2 separate regions of the Cyprinus carpio genome follow, and region 2 is linked to region 1. Evidence: chromatin contacts called from public Hi-C data. All regions are on one chromosome and are shown on one strand. Each heading gives the region's core, a stretch centred on a gene start, on an enhancer-like site or on the middle of the called end of the contact. The rest is flanking DNA. Distances are from core to core; before and after follow the strand shown. Region 1 holds the start of LOC109089230 (translocating chain-associated membrane protein 1-like 1). Region 2 holds the start of LOC109049762 (polyadenylate-binding protein 2-B-like).

Region 1 (3,433 bases), core at 700-3,199:
GTATGGTGACTTCTTGATTTAATTTAAGTATAGACAGAACTGATTTGTTTGGCCAAACGCAAACAGCAAGATGACGAATAACAGAACCAATGCACTCGATCTTACACCTTACTTTGGAAGTGAGCATTATTCTTACAAAATAAAAAGAGATAATCATGATAAAACAAAAAGATGGAGTTGTTGTTTTTTTTTTTTTACATTATCTAGCTCGTTCTTATAACAGCCACAGTGAGTGTCAGTGCCATCAATTATCAGTTCACTTATAAACATCATTAGTAGAGCTGTTAGACAAAAACCTGTTAGAACAAAACATCCTGATAATCTTGAGGTGTTTTAATTAAAACAAAAAAACAACAGAAAATTGTATAAACAGACATTATACAAATATATATATATATATATATATATATATATATATATATATATATATATATATATATATATACATATACATATATATCCAAATATATATATATATATATATATATATATATGTATGTGTGTGTGTGTGTGTGTGTGTGTGTATAAAGTGCCACATACTTACCGTTTGCTGGAATTGTTACGTTGTATTGCACAGTTATGAACAAAACCGCTACCCTTTGATGTAATCTACATGGAAAGAAATATAAAAATGCAGTCAATACACAAATAAAGTAATAGTTGATCAGACTGAAAATTATAACTCTGGTAATAGAGAACGGCAGTCAGACTGTCACCATTCACTTGCATTGTATGTAAAATAAGGTTGACAATGCAAATGAATGGTGTTAAAAAATAAGTCCTGCAGATTTCAAGCAACATGAGGGTAAGTAAATGACAGAGTTATGTTTTTGTGCACATTTTTCCCAAAGTGAATGGTATATATACACTAATTATAATCGGTTTCTCATCAAACACATTTTCCAAGATATTATAATTTATAGATGAGCATACAATCATTTACTTAAATCTGTTCAGAAATGCCCTTTAAGTGCAAAAATCAGTTCTAGTAGTGTAAACGTCATTTCCCATGATGCACCAGCACTGGCGCTGATATTAAGCAAACTATTGTTCAAATCTAACGGTTGTGAAAACTCGCATTCCTAACGAGTGCTGAAGGTGTAAAATCATTAGGTTATTATCTATCAATAAAAGCATTTGTGACAAAAATCGCGAGCCTGCTGCCGCTGTGCACCGGTGATCTTAGCGCTCAGTCATTCTCCGATTGCCACGTCCATCGTAACACTTCATTTGCGCGTAAAAAGTCTCAGTGCGGCTACAATGTTTCGTAATCATTCTTTACAAATCAATTCTGTTTTTCGTCTTTTTCAGCACTCCTTTAAATATAATAAATCCACGCGGGTGATTTTTCTTTCTCTCTCTCTCTTTTTTTATCTCGCGGGCTTAAAAGTTTATTATTTAATCGTTTCAGGGAATTCCTCTTTCGCTCTCATGCATCATGTCTGTGTGAATCAAAATTACCAACTATTGAATGCAATTAGCGCCTACGCCTGAGAGTAAAACCTACTCTAAAAAGATTCATTTATATGAATCATAAATATGCAAGAGGATTCAAAAATGCTGCACATTAAAGGTAAAACCAAATAGTAACGTAACAGTTCTATATGCAGGTTAAAGGAAGTGGAAGGGACCGAGACTATGACAGAACACGAAAGGTCCGTTAGATTTCTTAAAGAAAAAACAAAACAAAAATATAAACACTGATCAGGCTGATTTGTCATCTTTGACTCAAGACTGGTGTTAGATCTGTAAGAGCGAATGAATTCATTCAAAAGTGGATTCTGACCTCAAACATAAGACCCAGCAGAAACACCATCGCAACACAAGACACAATATCCGCGTGGTTCTGGATCACAAACTCGTGGCTGAGCACCGGTGGGTTCTTGTTGTTCTTTTTTCGGATTCCCATCTTGGTGGATGTTGAGAGAACGTTTTGGTGTGTGTGTGAGTTAGTGAGGAACACGTCTTCACTTTTGTTATCTGGCAGGCACGTCAGTCTTAACGCCTACTTCAGTCTTTCTTCTTCCACCCCCTTTTTTCAACTTAAGGCACGTTGTACAGTGACAAAAGATGCAGTAGCGCCATCCGTTGGACTGGAGTAAAGGAGACGTTTTATTCATTTTGAGGTCAAGACTTAAGGGCCCTTCTTAGTGGATACAAAGGAGGATAACAGTGAAATTAATGAATAAAAACAAAAAGAGATACATGTTTATTTAATTAACATCGTCATTATTACCAGACAGTAAAATATATTATTTAATATGTGTATTTGTGTATTTCAGCCTACATACTTTATATCATTACTTATATTACAAAGACATTAAAGGGTTAGTTAACCCAAAAATGAAAATTACTCGTCACCCTCGTGTCGTTTTACACAGCCTGCATAGATAGCAACGCTACTACCATGATTAAGACCCAGAAAGGTAGTAAAGACATTGTTAAAATAGTCTGTATGACATCAGTGGTTCAACCTTAATTTTATGAAGCTACAATAATACTTTTCTGTGCACAAATGGTCATTAATAATTTAATAAAGTCATCTACTTATGTTATTTTGTACGAGGGAACATGAACCATTCAGGCTGAAGTCGCTGTAAACTGTTAGCTGTGCTTAACATTAACTTTAAAATTTACACACACACACCCACACACACGAACACACACACACACAACACACACACACACACTTACACACACCACCACCACACACCAACAAACCACACACACACACTTGTCATGTATATACATATTATATAGAATATAGCTAATAATATATCATTTATTTTATTCATTATGCTACAGGTCAAAAGTTTGTAACAATTAAGACTTTTTTAAAGGATTTGCTTTTGTTCACCAGTGCTGCATTTATTTTACAAACAATACAGTAAGACAGTAATATTGTCAAATATTATTACAATAAAAACTGTTTTCTATTTTAATGTATTTTAAAAATAAATGTATTCCTGTAATGCAAAGCTGAATTTTCAGCATATTACCCCAGTCTTCAGTGTCACATGATCCTGCAGAAATAATTCTAATAGGCTGACTATATTTTATTCATTCTTTTCATCAAAATTAGTTCACAAACTGAGATCAGACAATAACTTTGGATGCCCTGCTAATGTAAGATGGTCTTGTGGTTGAATTCTGAATCAAGTGTTTAAACAAGGCATTCTAAATGAGTAAATATGGATTTTGGTGTGAAAAACTAATGACAAACCAAAGAGAATGTAATCAACGAAAGGAATGCAATGAGCCCCAAAGACTTTGTAGCATGGAGTACAGTTATTTGGAACTGTTTCTTTCTGTAAAAACATGTACAAGCAGCATACCAAAAAACAGGCATTTCTTCTTGTGTTTCATTTTTTGTCTCATAACAACAGCCAAACACAAAATAAAACACAGGTCTTTGGCCAACATGTTGGTTAGG
Region 2 (3,433 bases), core at 510-3,009, 160 kb before region 1:
AATGCAAACTGCAAATGGAGCTCCCATGCCTTGACACTTTGAACTAGTCCAGGGTTTAAGCATGAGCTACAGAGAAATGCATTTCAGACAACTCAGCTTGAAACACTTGAAGTTCATAGAAAAGTTTTGTTTTCGGTCTATGTCCCAGCAAATACAAGTTGTGTTTCTTCAACTAGTGTCAAGTTGTAGCTCATATGAAATGAACATGGACTGGGTTGTAGTGCAGTGCTACAGGACGTGGGATCACAGTGTTGCACTGTTCAGAGTATATCGGTAGAATATGGAGAAATGCTTTTATATTATCTTTTCACTTTTTCATTGACACTTGATTATCACTTGTTATAACTGTACTACTTACTATTTTTCAGTACTTTCATCACTTTTGATTATATTGATTCATAACGGTTTTCAGACTTGGAGATGTCATTGATATGAATATTAAACGATAATGGTGGCAGTCTTGTTATGAAAAATTAGAGTATTGATTAAGCTTGTTTTCCCATCACTTGTACCTTCATTTTGTGTTGGTTCTCCTTTTTTCTTATGCAGAAAACAAATAAACTGAAGTTCATGTATTGATGTTTCTCTTTATTATGTAAATTACCCTTAGAATTTATGTAGATACATTCATATTTTAAGTTGTGTGTTGGAAGCACTTATTAATATAACTATTATGGACCATCTTGTCAGGGAATATCTGAGAAACAAGCACAATATTTTAAGCATTTAATCTTGTTTCACCCAACACTGCTTGAGTTTCATATGTTGCTTGATGTGGTAGGCAAAATTAAAAATACTGAAAAAGCAGGCCTACTTGATAGAGATATCAACATTCGTGTCACATAGTGGGTAAGACCTATATGCATAGTTTTAATGGCCTCGGTTTAAGTTGTATTGAAGATTTAGGAATTCCACTGTGCTTTGTTGCCAGATCTCATTTGAAAAAAATTAAATAAAATAAGTGACTCTTTCATAAATAATATATTAATATATTAAGAGAGTACATTGTAAATAAGTACATTATATATATATATATATATATATATATATATATATATATATATATATATATATATATATATATATATATATATATATATATATATATATTATCTATATATCATAGAGGCCATATACAACTACTGATAATCAAATTGAATGTCTTTTGTGCACACATACACACGGGGAATGGAAAAGGGAGAAACATAAGAAATTGTACAGTATGAAAAACAACTTGGACAGTAAGTGAGGATATTTAACAACAGCCATTTTACTGGTCATGCTTTTTTTTCATGTATTATTTTATTTTTATGAATATGACAAACATCCTGAGAAGGAAGGAGAAAAGGCACAATCTTATTCCTGACATTTGTCAACTGAACTGCTTTAAGTGGCTGGTCATACTTGTGCTGTTTAGGCCAAGTACTAGGAAGCCTAAATATGGGCCTGTATTCTGGAATTTTATATATATATATACTATCTATAAAACTTTTCGTAAAATACAAGTCCACGTGGATTATATTGTGCGGACATGGCAACAAGTCATAGTAGCTCGATCTAAAGGTGGTCTGTGAGCCTTGATTGACGCTGCTTTTATCCAATCACAGTTGCTGTTGTAAAGTCTAAGCGGCGAGCGCAGAGAAATACCCCAAGAGAACACCAATACCCGTCCTCGATACGTTAAGAGGGCGTGTCTAAAGTGAGGAATTGTCCAATCACCCATCGATGGAGCGCCTGCAGTCCTCAGAATCCCCGCCTACGGCTTCCATTTCTGTTCTGGAACACACGAGCCCTCGTGAAGAAAACACATTTGCTTTTCTGAATTTGTCTTCTAATGTAAATAGAGTAATAAGTGCGACATATTGACGAAGTGAAACTTATTTATATTTGGATAAATAGTGTTGTTTTTTCCGCTGAAGGACACGTTTGAGCTCCAGAAGAAGCGAGGCGGGCTTTTATTCCCCATTTTAACTTTAGTGAGCGGCGTTTTCCGCCGTTTTTTTTATTTCCCCCCTCCTACCCCTCTCTCTCGCTCCCCCCTGTGAGAGTCGCGGCCTGTAGTGCAGCCACGAGGCGCGTCGGACCACCGGGAATCAGGCGATGGCGGAGTTTGGTAATGGACTGGCAGAGGAATCTCTGCTGGACTCAGACCCGGGACACTCAGAACTTGAAGACCCAGGCGTCGGCGATGAAGAACCGGGATTAGACGAGGGAGAGGCCGCTATTGATGATCCGGTGAGTGAAGGACGCATTTCCTCGCTTTAACAACAAGTTAAAAAAAATTTAATAGGTTTTCATCCTAAATCCTTACCCCAGCCTCACATTTAAAATAAATATGTGAATTTCATACGAAAACCAAATACTCATGTTTACGCGAAACCGGTTTTGTCAGGTCGGTTTGTCCGCCATTGTGGCTCACGCAGTGCAGTAGAATTAGTGAATGACATGCGTGCTGCTGGCCGCCATGTTGGCGCAACATTGGTCTGGGTTCATCTGCGCCAGATCTGTCGACCTAGCGGGGGAAAAAATCTTCATCGCAAAAATGCAAGACGGGAGATGTAAGAGACAGGGGCGAGGGTAGGACAGGCCGCCATTAGCCGCTGCAGTGTGGGTCCATCCGCAAAGAAGCAGACGGCTCACGGTAAACACGCCTCTTTTCTGATCAGTAATATTTGTGGCGTGCAAAAGTAAGTCGCGTTGGTAACTGCGCGTGATTGTTGTTGGCCTCTGCAATGGAATAAATCTTTATGCGACGTGTGTGACATGTTAAAAGAGGCGTGAGATGCTTTTATTTTCAGATTTTGCGTCGAATTGGTAACATTGTGGAAAGCTACAGAGTTGTCGGTGGGCAAAGCGCACTGTATGTAATGCACATCTGTATTGCTGCGATCATTTTATTCGATGTGCGCTAAAGATTAAATGCCGCTAGTGATGAATTGCATCATTTGTTGGGGATTTTGTGATGGAGATGGTGCATTAGGGCTGGGCTGGTGCATTTGTCTCCGTGCACATTAACATCGTTGGAGCTAGAGTAGGTCATGCATTTGCATGCTGAATGCATGTCGACTTCATTTCATCATGCAATGAGGATGTGTAGTATTTAAATAATTAGTCAGTGTTGGTTGCGCTTGTTATCGGTTGTGAATGCTAGGTCGTACCATGTAAAATCTTGTTTTAACTGCGTGAAAGAGGCCATCACATACATGCTGCTGGGTTACTTTACTCGCGATCCAGTGCGACTTCCACTGCCCTGCAATGCAGCACTGCTCAAACTTGTGTGCGTGCGTGTGAACACACACCAAAAGTGTGTTTGCTCGCTCACAACAATGCGTGCACGGATGGCATCATGCTTAGGGCGTCTTGCTGACTGGACAATAATAAATGGCGGTTTGAAAGAGCTCGGTGCACAATCACGTGTGAAAGTGCATGTGTA

Evidence for each region. A called contact is a pair of places that touch in the nucleus more often than the background predicts.
Region 2: a Hi-C map of skeletal muscle shows a contact between it and region 1, with 2.4 times the contacts expected there. The contact joins the promoter of LOC109049762 here to the promoter of LOC109089230 in region 1. A contact is called at or near these places in 2 of 8 Hi-C or Micro-C datasets (red blood cells and skeletal muscle).

Annotation. Positions count from the first base shown.
Region 1 is chrB24:10,560,786-10,564,218 of ASM1834038v1, reverse strand. LOC109089230 (translocating chain-associated membrane protein 1-like 1) reads right to left here and starts at 1,949. Exons shown (of 11, transcript XM_042751859.1): 1 at 1,782-1,949; 2 at 545-603. The coding sequence starts at 1,909.
Region 2 is chrB24:10,723,927-10,727,359 of ASM1834038v1, reverse strand. It overlaps LOC109049762 (polyadenylate-binding protein 2-B-like), which reads left to right and starts at 1,759. Exons shown (of 7, transcript XM_042752446.1): 1 at 1,759-2,235. The coding sequence starts at 2,101. It overlaps LOC109049755 (zinc finger homeobox protein 4-like), which reads left to right. Exons shown (of 5, transcript XM_042752432.1): 5 at 1-575.